2 separate regions of the Urocitellus parryii genome follow, and region 1 is linked to region 2. Evidence: chromatin contacts called from public Hi-C data. All regions are on one chromosome and are shown on one strand. Each heading gives the region's core, a stretch centred on a gene start, on an enhancer-like site or on the middle of the called end of the contact. The rest is flanking DNA. Distances are from core to core; before and after follow the strand shown.

What was found. Hi-C and Micro-C count contacts between places; a contact is called where the count stands out from the background.
Region 1: a Hi-C map of muscle shows a contact between it and region 2, with 4 times the contacts expected there. The contact joins the promoter of Prok1 here to the promoter of Kcnc4 in region 2. A contact is called at or near these places in 2 of 2 Hi-C or Micro-C datasets (liver and muscle).

Annotation. Positions count from the first base shown.
Region 1 is chr11:103,224,540-103,230,799 of mUroPar1.hap1, reverse strand. It overlaps Prok1 (prokineticin 1), which reads right to left and starts at 4,282. Exons shown (of 3, transcript XM_026402856.1): 1 at 4,211-4,282; 2 at 1,874-1,999. The coding sequence starts at 4,282.
Region 2 is chr11:103,014,371-103,020,548 of mUroPar1.hap1, reverse strand. Kcnc4 (potassium voltage-gated channel subfamily C member 4) reads right to left here and starts at 4,148. Exons shown (of 4, transcript XM_026402809.2): 1 at 2,186-4,148. The coding sequence starts at 2,863.

The sequences.
Region 1 (6,260 bases), core at 3,033-5,532, 210 kb before region 2:
GCCGCAGAGCCTGAGTTAAAGTGTAAAAGACCAGGCATCCTAAAGTTTCCAAAGTGCAGGGATTGGGTTAAAAAGTAAAAGACTAGGTATTGTTAGAGTCCCTCTGCTACCCCCAAAACCTGTAATCCCTGTAGTTGTTAAGACAATACTGGAACTGCCCAGTAAATATTTCCACTGACTTTCTGGTTGTTTAATAGCTAAGGGTTCCGAGTTGCTTGGCACGTAGCCATTGCAGGACCTAAACCAATCAGTTTAAATGTGTACCCCACTTAGGAGCACCAATCACCCCTGTCCAATCTGTTCCCGCCAATGTATGCACTAATCCTGACTCAGGGTTGTTGTTCAATTTTCCTGCGCCTCATGATGATTTGTTCTGATGTATGCAAAGCCCACCGCCCTCTCCAAGAAGTGTACTTAAGCTCCACCTGACCTCTGCTCTGGGCTCTGAGCCGCTCTCCCTTCTTGAGTGGGCACAGAGCCCCAGCGCGCTGGAACGGATCCCTAATAAATTTCCCCCCTGCGATTGCATGAAGTGAGTCTCTTGTGTGGTCTCTCCCTCTGACGCTCCGCTGCACCCCAACAGAGGCACCACCTCCCCCAGCTGATTTCACCTTCTTGAAGGCAGGTTTCTAAGGAAGTTTCCAAGGGAGCAAAGGGCATTTGAGACCCTTTCAAAATCCAGATTTCTCAGATGGATAAGAGACTGCAGGGGTAATCAGTGGGCTCCCTTTAAGGTATACACGAGGCAAAAAGCAGTCATGCTAGTTACCCAAGATCACACAGCAAGGAAAGGACTGGAAATGGCCATAACCCCCTCTCCAGGTCTAACAGTCTAATTTTGAGGAGACACTATTCAACCTCCTGAAGCCAGATTTAAAGTGAGGTCGTCAGTGTAGTTAGGGAAATCGGGTCTAAGATCCAGTAAGATCCAAAATGGAGGCCATGTTGAGAATGAAGGGGGGTGGGGGGAGCAGAACAACTTTTGGAATGTTAATGAAGTCCCGGAAAAGCCCAAGGCCCAGAGCCCATCCCAAAGAAATGTTAATGAAACAGCTTCCTGCAAACTTGAAGATGCTGACCAAAAGTTCTTCCTGCCCAGATCACTTCTTTGGCCCACCTGTGCCCCACCCTTTGGGCCTTCCACCTACATTCATTTCATCACTGAGAGATAACAGAACAGAGGACAGGAAGTAAGAGGACCCAAGGTATAAAAAGGGGAGTCAACCGCACTTCCACGGATTCCACCTCTTGGGTCCCCTTCTTCCTCCGGGAGAAGTCTTTTCTGCTGTCCTTTAATAAAGCCTCTACTTTCCACTCTGACCTTGCCTCGGCGTGCTTCTCTGGTGTTATACTTCAACATTGGGGAAGCAGGGGACTCGTCACCGACCAACAGCGGTAACACCACCAGCACTCCAGGCTGTCCCCGCAAAGGAGGCAGTCCCAACATCAATGACATGTAGCTAGAGTTGATGTCAGAAGACTGCAGTTCCAGGCCCAGCTGCCTCGGTGACTCTGCATTGAGCAAGTCACGTGACCTTGCTGGATCTGTTTCCTCACCCTGGCCCAGGGCTGCTATAAAATCAAATTGTCTTAGTGGTTCTCCAGCCTGACTGGAAGATCATAGCTCAGGTTGTCAGGCCCTGTGAGATGCACAAACATCGTCTGTGGGACACTGAGTAAGGCCGGTGTTGGTGGGGGTGGGCAGCAGTCAGCCCTCTGGCATTCAGGAGCCTGCTCAGCTGTGGAGAAAGCAGAACTGTACTCACAAGCTCTAGCCTCCGTGATCTTGGCTAGAGCCAGGCCCCAGGACCTCCGGGCCTGTGCAGCTCAGGGCTCACCTGTACACACAAACGTGTGCTGCATGGCCACCTACCTTGTGGCTGCTGGGGTGGCACGCTTCTCCTTCCTGACCCAGTGGGGTACATATCCGCAGCCCCCGCAGCCACAGGCTGATGGCACAGCAGGTGCGTGCTCCACATTGGACATCCCACTCACAGGCCTGCAGAGACAGAGAGGGCAGCACTACTACCTGTGAGAAGCCAGGTTGCAGCCCAGCAGTCCTCTGAGGGGTGGTGTGTCACCTGGCCCCATCACAACAGCATGCCTTGGACTGGGGTTATTGCCGCTGCTCCCTTCATGGGCAGGATGCTTCATGTCCATCAGGATCTGGGTTTGAGGGACTGTCCTAGCTCCTTGGAGACCTCTCAGTGGGGAGGCAGACCTCTTTGAAAAGTCCAGTGGGTCAGGAGGGATAACTCTCCTAGAGCCAGTAGATGCTCAGCAGATGCTGGTAGGACTGAGTGATTTAGGATTCTCCAAGCTGGGAGGGTCCCTGATGGCCCAAGCCCCTGGGTGGTCAGGGCTAAGCTGCTTTCAGCCAAGATTCTCCAGCCCAGACCCAGCACCCTTACTTGATGCCTGTTCCACATGTTGGTACCCCTCGCCCTAGAAGCCAATTGAACTGGTATCTCTCCCTAGTGTTTCTCTACGGGCCTCTGGGATGGACCCCACAGGGCTCGGCTCCCAGAATAGACTGTATGTCCCTTCTGTATGTCCAGAAGGTAACATTTGTAAAGAAGGCCACAAAACCCACTTTACCCATAAGCTAGGATCTGGGAAACCAAAACAGCTCCACACTCGGGTAGAGATCAGAACTGGCCACTTCACAGAAGCTGAGTGCTTGCGATGAACTGAAATTTGAAGCTGTGTCTTGATTTGCTCTTTTCCAGTAGAGGCTGGGGAGGGCTCAGGCTGCACATGGGGACTGCAACCCGAACTGGAAGTTCCCCACTTTCTCAGCCCCAGGAGGAAAAGAGGTTGCCAACTCCCTCCACCCAGAGGAGGCACGGGGAGCAGTCACCTGGCTGCCAGTCTCCAGCCCAGCAAGGGCACCCCTCCTACCTAGCCATGCTCTGAAAGCTGAGAGTCGGAGGAAGGAGACCCCCACTTGGCTCTTATCCTGCAGGGATGGGCATTGCTGTCCCACTCTGGCAGCGGGACCATGCAGCCTTGAACTTGGGGACATTTGCCATCCAGGTAACAGAGGAATGTGGAGAGGGCAGAACTTGGCCAAGTGAGGTTGACATGGTTTCGGGGCCCACCTGGTGCTCCCATCCTGACCGCAGGACTGCTGGGCCTCCCGGCTTCTCCCTTCAGCCCACCCCCACCAAGATTCAATGCTTTATGCTCGTTCTGTGCCTGCTTTGGGTCTCCAAAGCAATGGCTGACCCTTCATATATGTGCCTCTTTTGAACCAACCAGTCTTTTTCCTTTAGAAAGGAGAATGGAATTATCCTCTCTACAAACATGAAAACAAACCCAATTCCAGACATGGTTTGACATTACTCCACAAAAAACAGTGGAAGTGGTTGAAATAAAAGTTCATTTCCCCTTTTCTTCTCATGACTTTGACAAGACAGGTGCAGTGTTACTTTCTTTTAGTAAGAATAGTCCAGCTGCCTAACACCGCCGGCAACCATGCCAGAGTGGGGCAAAGTGAAAGACAGCCTTCAGAGGGGACATCACCCCCACAGAGTCGTGAGCACTGACGTGTGCAGCACCCGTGGGCTGAGCCTGTGCTGTCAGTCTGCATTTCTAGAGGCCAGTTGAACTGGTATCTCTCCCTAGTGCTTCTCTACTGGCCTCTGTTGGGGGCATTTTTTAGCCAAATGTTGGTGTCGCCAGTATTCCTCTCCGAACTAACTGGGCACAGAGCAAAAGGTATTTCAAAACATTCTTTCTTACGAGTGGAGGCCGCAGGGGTGATACTGATGTCATTGCAGCCAATGAGCTATTACTGCCCTTAATTAAGCCAACATACTGCTACGTCAAAACTGACACGCGGACCAGACTGTCTATGAAAACCAAAACTTAAACAAAAGGTAAATTAAGGGATGAAATCCACTTTATAAAAGAATTCCCAATGACACAACAGGAATCTTCATTTTTCCCAGAGACTAAAAACTTCAAAAATTCTCAATTGTCTCCGAATGCATTTAAAACAAAGATCTTATTTAAACACCGCTTCTTAAAAGCCAACCCTGTTTATCAGAGTGAGGTCCAACTAATCACAAACCATCCCTCTCTGGGGTCCCTTTGATTTGCGGTGTATTGGATGGCGGAGCCCCACCTGTGTGGTTCCTGGGCTTACATCCCCTGCAGACCCTACCACTGTCCTGGAACCCAGGCAGAGAGAACGCTGGAGACTTACCCCAGTGATCACGGCACAGTCGGACACAGTTACTAGGAGGAGCATGATTGACACTTTCATGGCACCTGTCATTGCCACCTGGAGTGAAGGCAAAACTCGGTCTTCTCCAAGGCTTCCTGCTTCCCCGGCTCAGCCTCGTGCCCAGCAAACTGGGAAGCCCAGGCTCTCCTGCCCCACCCTCCTCCTAGATTTATATGGTCGGGTCCAGGGCTGCCTGTGGATGCCTCATCTCTGTTCTTGCCTTCCCTATTCCCGGCGTTATTCAGATGATCTCAGAGGCGAAGATGAGAGCTGAATCCCTAACAACATCAAATCACCACAAAAAAACTAATAAAAATGGATACGTCGAGGGCTTTGACAGTCGCTCTAACTCTTCCAGGAATGCAGAGCTTCAGAAAGCTGTGTGCCATTGCTCTTGATATTCTTTTCTGCCTCTGGGCGTCCTTCTATGCTGCTTGGGGCAGAAAGAGGCTTTGGTAATGAATAAAGGGATTTGCAACATCACCATTTATCCTTTCCTGCCCCAAACCGTGAAACACGGAGGGTTATTGATTCCCCTCCCACTCAGCCCAACAAGAATTATCTGGGCATTTACCAGGGGATCAACACGGAGGTAGCTAAAAAAGTTACAAGTGGGGAAGGTGCTGTCCCTGGTCCTCGAAAGGTAAAAATTTCAATAGACATTAGACAGTGAGAAAACAAGTCCAGATTTGTGGGGTTGCACTCCCAGGTGGGACACCTAACTGTCTGCTTTCTCCTGGGTTCAGGATGAACACCAGCAAACACCGTGGTACAGGAGCCAAAGGCAGATAATCGGCAACCCCGCAGGTCCCATGCTCTCAGCATCCTGCAAACTTGGGCTGAACTTTAGCTCAAAGGTATGAGGAACTACAATGCTGTCCTTCCTGCTGCATGGGGTGAGCATGACATTGGCCTTCTCTGTGGGCAAACAAACACAGTGGGCACAGATGCCAGCCTAATAAAAAGGTGACTTTGGGCATAGCCCTTCTTGCTGCAGGAAATGATCCTAGTTCCAGCCTTCACTATTCCAGACAACCCAGAGAAAGTTCCCTGATCCTTTCCCAGACAATTCAGTTCATCTAGATAACAATAAAAGCTGGTATTGTTCCCAGATATATTTTGCCATATGTTAATACAGGCTGACCATCTCTATTCCAAAAATCTGACATCTGAAATGCTCCAAAATGCAAACCTTTTTGACACGATGCCAAATGTGGAAAATTTCATACCACGAAACCGTGACATGCACAACATTACTTAAAATGTCATATAAAATCACCTTCAGCCTACATGTATAAGGTATATATGAAACATAAAATGAATTTTGTGTCTAGGCTTGGGGCCCATCTCCAAAGTATCTCATAATGTATATGCAAATGTTCTAGAATGTGAAAAATGCAAAACCTGAAACACTCTGGTACCATACATTTCAGATAACAGATATTCCACCCGTAGATGTCATATAAACAAATAACGAAGACTTGGGAAACACTGGGTTATGCAAACTTTACTGGCATTTTTCTGCATACTTTTCAGGACCTTTCACATGTGTTTGTATAGAAAGCAGCAAGTGGAAAAGACATAGTTTTTCCCAAACAGATTCATCCACAAAGCCCTTTATGTTTTCCTGGAGTGTCTGATGAAAATAGGGTTCCTACACATAAATATTGACAGGCATTGATGAGTGCAGAGAGAAAGAGCCCAGTGGTTCTGGGCCAAGTGGCTTGGAAGACAGACCCCCACCAGCAGACACCTTGACTTCTGACCAACTGCTCACTGGCTTCATGGCCTTGAGAATATTGCCAACCCTCTGAGCCCTTATTTCCTGAATACCTCTGCTTCTCAGACCTCCCTCCCCAGCCCTTCCCCACAATACACAAAACTAATTTTGTGTATTCACAATTGCAGTGAAGAAGTTGTAGCAAGAAGCCTGGTGTGGTGGTGCACTCCTGTAATCCCAGGGATTTGGGAGGCTGAAGCAAGGAAGATCATGAGTTCAAAGCCAACCTCAGTAACTTTGCAAGGCCCT
Region 2 (6,178 bases), core at 2,899-5,398:
CAGAGCTCCATACAGCTCCTCACATCAGTACTAACAACCCGAAGGCTGGAAACTAAGGGTGGTTTGCTGGTTCTATTACTTAAGTGTCTTTGGCAAGACACATGTTTCTGAATCCTGGTTTCTTCACTGATGAAATGGGAGAATTAATTCTGCCCTACCCCAAACTTCAGACCTCAGCAGGAATGCCCAAGCTGAAATGATTCATGCCCAAAGGGCAAAGCATCTTGGGTCCCTGGAGGACCCCCAAGGATCACACTAGGCTCTAAGCTTAATTATAGTGGCTTCTGGCTGGGTCATTCTGCAGTGGGTTGAGGAGAAAATAAGCTCATTGATGGTGCTTCCCCTTGCAATCCTGGCAAGAAGAACCCAGTGAAAAGTCCTCAGAGACACCAGAATGCTCAGAAATAGGACCTATCTCCCGGTTTCTCTTAACTACCTCTTGTCATTCCTCCTCAATTGTTTGTCCCTTTTCCCCATCTCTATCAGGCTAAATCTGCCTCGTTCCTGTCCAGCAACTTTGAAAGAGTCTGAATGATCTGGGCTTGTCACTCTCCCCTGGTGCAGACAGCCAAGAGCCAACACTAGCAGGGTCAGTGAACTGCATGTGATGCCCTTGGAACTCACAGCAGACCCAAGCCAGGGGCATTACTGTGCCCACATCTTCCGAGCTGGCTTCAGGGCTTCAGGACAAGACACCAAGGCAGCTGTGGTGGGAAGAGAGCTGAAAAAGATTCCTGACTTCTAGTGGCTGCTTGCAGCCCCAGTCCAGCATGCCATAGCCCCTGAGACCTCTGCTCCTCCCTTCTATTCCAGACAGGGGACGCATCTGCCTTGGTCTGGCATTTATGCCAATTTAGCCCCTCCCTGCAGCCCCATTCCCCAACCCTCTGTCCTCCCCTGGGTGGGGAAGTGGAACTTTTCCTTCCATGATTAGGATGAGATGCAGTCCAGACAATGCTTGGGGTGGGGGGCGGACAGGGCCCTGAGACTCATTAGCATAACAACTTGGTATGCCAGAGATACCAACCAGCTTTCACAGCAAGCAGTCCCCAGACCCATCATATCACTTTGCTCTTTCCTATCTCCCAAACAGACCCCAGCCAGGCTTTAGACTGTGGCCTTGAGATAAGACATTGGCTGGACAATTTTCTTTTTTAATGATTCTAAAGCCATCCTTTGGGGTTTTAGCTGCCCAAGCATAACAGGGTGAGTGTCTCCCTGATCATCCTCTCCCACCTATAATAAGGGTTAAGGAAAACCAGATTAATTTAGGGAAAGTGGTGAAGAGGGACTAGACCTTGCCTAAATAAACCTGTACTCCCCTCCCCCTCACACTCCCATTTGGAACAGTAACCTGAACCAGGGCTTTCTGGGAAGCCACTTTATGCAGCAGCAGTAAGAAAAGTAGTGGCAACAAATCTGGCATCATCACCAGGAAGCCTGTGGCTGGCCTTTGGCAGTGGGAGCCTGAGGAGCCTAGAATAGCAAGCCCTTCCGGTCTAACTCCCCTTATCCCAGCTGAGGCCAGGCCAGCTCAGGTATATAGAAAGTCTTGGGGCACAGCCTGTTCCCAAAGAACCAAGGCCCCTCCTCACCTGAACTGGAGGCCTGGGTTCTGGTCTCATCTCTGCCTCTCCTAAGCTCAGCACGCCGGAGGCTCTGTCCCTCTCTCTAAAATGCATAGCTGCCAACTCACAGAGATATTGGCAGGATTTAAGTGGGGTGACATGGAAAGGAAGCATCTAACAAAAACGAAAAAAAGAAAAGAAAATCCCAGTTTTCTTCTCTTAGTCCTGCCTCACCCCAGAAGAAGGCAATTCTAGTTCTCCAGGGCTATGGCCCTGTGGAGGAGTGGAGGGCAGCTGAAGATGGGGTGGCCTGTGCAAACCAAAGAAGGGATGAAGAGCTGTGGGCACCCCACTCCCTGGGGGGATGCAGCAAAGCAAGGCAGCTGGGATTGGGTCCAAGTAGTAAGTCAAGTGTGTGCAATCTCCTGATGGAGCGTGCAGGAGAGAGGGTGGGAGTGTGTAATTCCCCAGAGGGCCCTGGAGGGAGTTGGGAGGGAGGTGAGAACAGACTGGGTGGTAAGCTAGTCCTGTTGGGCTCTGCTCTGCCCCTACCCACCACCACCACCACGCGCCCCTTGCAGACACGAGAAGGGGAGACCGGGACTCCTGACACTTACCCTGGCCGCCCGGGAGGAGTAGGGATCCTCAAAGAGTGCCCACATGCGTGGTTGCCAGCCGCGGCAGCCCCCGGAACCGGCGCCAGGACCTCCGCCTCCCTCGTGCGGCCCCAGGCGCTGCAGGGCTAGCTCCCGCTCATCATCGCCGACCTCGTCGCTGGGCCCCGCTCCACCGCCACCCCCGTCTGGGCTTTCGAAGATGTCCAGCGCCTCCTCAGCGTCGCGATGCTGGCGGTAGGTCATCCAGCAGCAGGGCTCCACGTCGGTCTCGTCGATGCCCCAAAAGGTGAGCTCCTCCTCAAAGAGCGGCCCGCACACGTCGGCGGGGCAGTGCAGCTTGCCAGTGCGGTAGTAGTTGAGCACGTAGGCGAAAACGCCCGGGTGCCGATCGAAGAAGAATTCACATCCTCCGCCGCCGCTGCTGCCGCTGCTGCCCGCACCGCCGCCATCCGACTCCGGCCGGCCCCCGCCGTCGGGATCAGCCAGCCAGGCGAGGCGGGTGCCCGGCAGAGTGCGCAGGGTGCTGCGGTAGGTCTCATGTCGCGTGCCGCCCACGTTGATGATGATCTTCTCCGACGCCTCGCCCTTGGCCATCTCCTCCTTCAGACATGTTTTGGACGGAGGCTTGTTCCCCGACTTGCGCCCGCGGTAGGAGGAGACACACACCGAGCTGATCATAAGAAGCGCTGCGGGGCTCCGGCTTGGGGCGGCCGCTGCCCTCCAAACACCCTTCCCGAGGAGGCAGCGTCAGACGGGGGAGGGGGAGGAGACGAGGAGGAGGCAGGAGGCGGCGGCGGCCCCCTCTGCGGCTTGGCCCTGCCCCTGCCTTCCCCCCCGGGGCGCGTAGCGGGAGGAGTTGGGTTTCTCGGGCGCACAGGTGGTTGGGGTTTGGGTAGGCTACGCTGGGGCGGGAGGCAGGAGGTGCAGAGAGGACTCAGCAAGGGGCCCGGGGAGGTAGCGGCAAGCAGGCGAGGACGGGACACACAGACTCCCGCTCCGGGCCGGGGACACGCCCCCCCCTCACCCGACCAAAGACCAAGAAGTGCTCAGTCCCGGCACACTGCGAGGGTCCAGGGCACGCGCGCGCTCACACTCACAAGGGCCACCCTCCGGCTCCCAGACCGCGCGGAGCCCGGGAGCGGCCGGTTTCTCCGCGGCGGCGGCGGCGGCAGCGCAGCAGCAACAAGTCCTCCGAGCTGCTGCCGGGGCCGGGCCGACGATTTCAGGGCAGCCGGAGCTCGGCGGGCCCGGGCTGCGCGAGGTCAACACGAGGCGGCGGCGGCGGCATGTGGCCTCTTCCCCCCATTCATAAATTCAGCGCTGGGCAAGGATGGCGGGAGGGGCTGAGCGCAGCGGAGCGGACCAGCGGGTGGGGGCTGCGCAGGGCGAGGCGACTGTAAGAAAACAAGCGCGCCCGCAGGAGCGAGCCTCGGGTCCTGCATCCACGGCTGGGAGCTGCGCTGGGCTGGGCGCCGCGCTGCGGGGGCCGCGCCGCGGCGGGGGGGCCTCAGACGGGGCGTCCTGCGCGGCGCCAAGCCTGGGGGGCGGGGCCGCTCCGGGTAGCCGGGTTCTAGGTGCTGGCGAAGGAGTCTCCCCGGCGGCGGCCGAGAGGCCAAGGACACCTGCAGGCTTCTGGGGCCGCGCCGAGCGGGAGCCTCAGCGCAGCGCCCCGGCGCCGGGCTCCTGCGATCTGGCGGCGCCGGGAGCCGCGCCATCTACACGTCTGCCCATCTCCGGGCGGGGCGCTGGCCTTGGCTCGCGGCAGGGGGCGGGCGCTAGGTGGCCTCGGGAAGGGGGCGCCTGGGCACCGGTAGACCAGGACTCAGGGGGCTCTGCGTCTCCCTCCGGCGATGACAGCGGACTCCGCGCTTCAGTGGCGCCTTTTCCTCCGGGTCCCGCCTGGCCTGGGCGCGCCCTCCGCCGGGAGGGGTGGGCGGGGCGGGGCGCAGGGCGGACCCGGCTAGCTGCAGGGCCCCGGCGGCGAGCTCAGCCTTCCTCCGCGCGGCGGAGCCCAGCCGAGGCGCGTAACCCCCTCGCCGCCAGTGCCCAGCCTTGCGCGCCGCCCCTGCGCGCCTCCGCCACCATCCCCTCCCTCCGCCGCCCGGGCCCGCTCCCCGCCTCCCCCGAGCTAGCAGCTCCTCCCACTGCAGCCCGGGTGACACCCAAGCGCCCTCCACCCCCTAACCTCTAACCTCTGCCCACCTCTTATTGCAGAGCCTGTCGCCCCCCTCCGCGCAATGCTGGTTGCAATGATGCCGTTTCACTGCGGCTAACTGAAGACGGATGAGAGTGAAGATACGGTGTCTTGAGGAAGAGACTGCTCCAAACACCGTATTTGGGGCCTCCTGACCACCGTGCCCCTATCCTGTGCTTTGTAGGCCTGTAGTCTTGATGCTTGTGGCCACTGTCCCAGTCACCACAGCCTCTGCCATGGAATGGGGGACAGAGCAGCTTGGGCAAAGAAGCAGCGTCTGGTCTGAGAGGAGGGAAATTGTAACCCTGGTATTGCCCATGAAGAAATATGTTGTATGAGTGTGAGGTGGTGGCCCTGACCCATCTTTAGGTTAAATGGTTTACAGTTCCCTAGAGAGCACATAGAAAGTGTCCTGATCCTATGATTGTTTCACTTCTTGTAGTTTGGCTTGTCCTGTGGTTCTGTCTCCTTGCCCCTCCCTGACCTGAGCTCCTCCAGGCCACACTGTGCTTTTTCATCTTGATAGCACCAACAGTGCCTGCCTTTCAGAACCTGTTTGTTAAGTGATTGAGAAGCTGTCATACCCCAAATATTAGGCACCAACTGGACTTTGCTGGCCCTGTCCCAAAAGCAATTTCCAGATTAATTTGTTTTTATTTGTTTTTAAGCCCAGAACCTCTTCTACATCTTTAAACTCTCCTTCACAGCTTCAGCCAGCCTCCATGTCTATCTGGGTGATATGCAGAGGATTTTAGAGCAGAAATGGAAACGGATGGCTACACCTGCCCTGAACAACTGTGCACCATCCAATTTCCAGATGAGGCAGGACCTAGAATACCAGGAAGAACAAAACAAGGGCTTGTGTGTGTTCTCAGGAAAGATTAGAAGCCCAGAACAAATGTATGGGATTTTCATAAGCAAAAGTCACATCATTAATGAGATTAAAAACCAAAAGGATGGGGATTTTGATGATCTGTTCTGATACGCAGGGGAGGCGGTTACAATCCTTCTGTAGTCAGAAAAAGACATTTGCTGACATCCTTTGATACCTAGTCCCTCCCCTCCTCAGACCTGATGTCTGCATTTTAGAGTTTAGGTGGCCTTGAGTTTGCTGCAGAGAAAAGAACTATTCCAAACCTGACTGGGAAGACAAGAGCTGGAGCTAGAGTGCAAAAGGAAAAACTGCTGGGTGGATATCAAAGAGTTAACTGCAATGATGACTGTAAAGTCCCCTCTGGACTATGTCCTGGCAAGCCCCTTATAGTCTCTTCATCGCTTTCCATTCTTCTGTTTGGCTGATGGTCATTCTGAGAAAAGGGACAAGATGACGGGGGTAGAGTGGGGAATGGGGAAGAAAGTCCATCACAGTACCCCACACCTGATTTACTTATTCATCAACAAATATTTATTGAACATCTACTGCCTGCCAAAAGCGTTTCCAGGCACTGGACATATATCCTTGAATTAAACAGCCTCCCCAGGAAACCTCTGCCCAGTCAGCTTCCATTCCGCAGTGCTGTTGGCTGGTGATGAGCACCTGGGGAGAGGGTGGAAGGAGAACACTGCCAGGGAGAAAGGAGGCCAGGAGGGAAGGGAAGGAGATGGGAAAGCTGGTATGGGGGTAGGATAACCAGAGGCAGCCAAGGAAAATAGGCAGTCAGGTACAGATGCACTAAGAGGAAGACTCCTGGTCAGCTCCTGGAGAAGGTAGCTCAGACAAGAGGCTTCCAGAGAAGGCCTTACCACTTGCTGAAGGTTTTATTCTAGAGCTCTGGACTAATCTGTTCTCTGGACCCTTT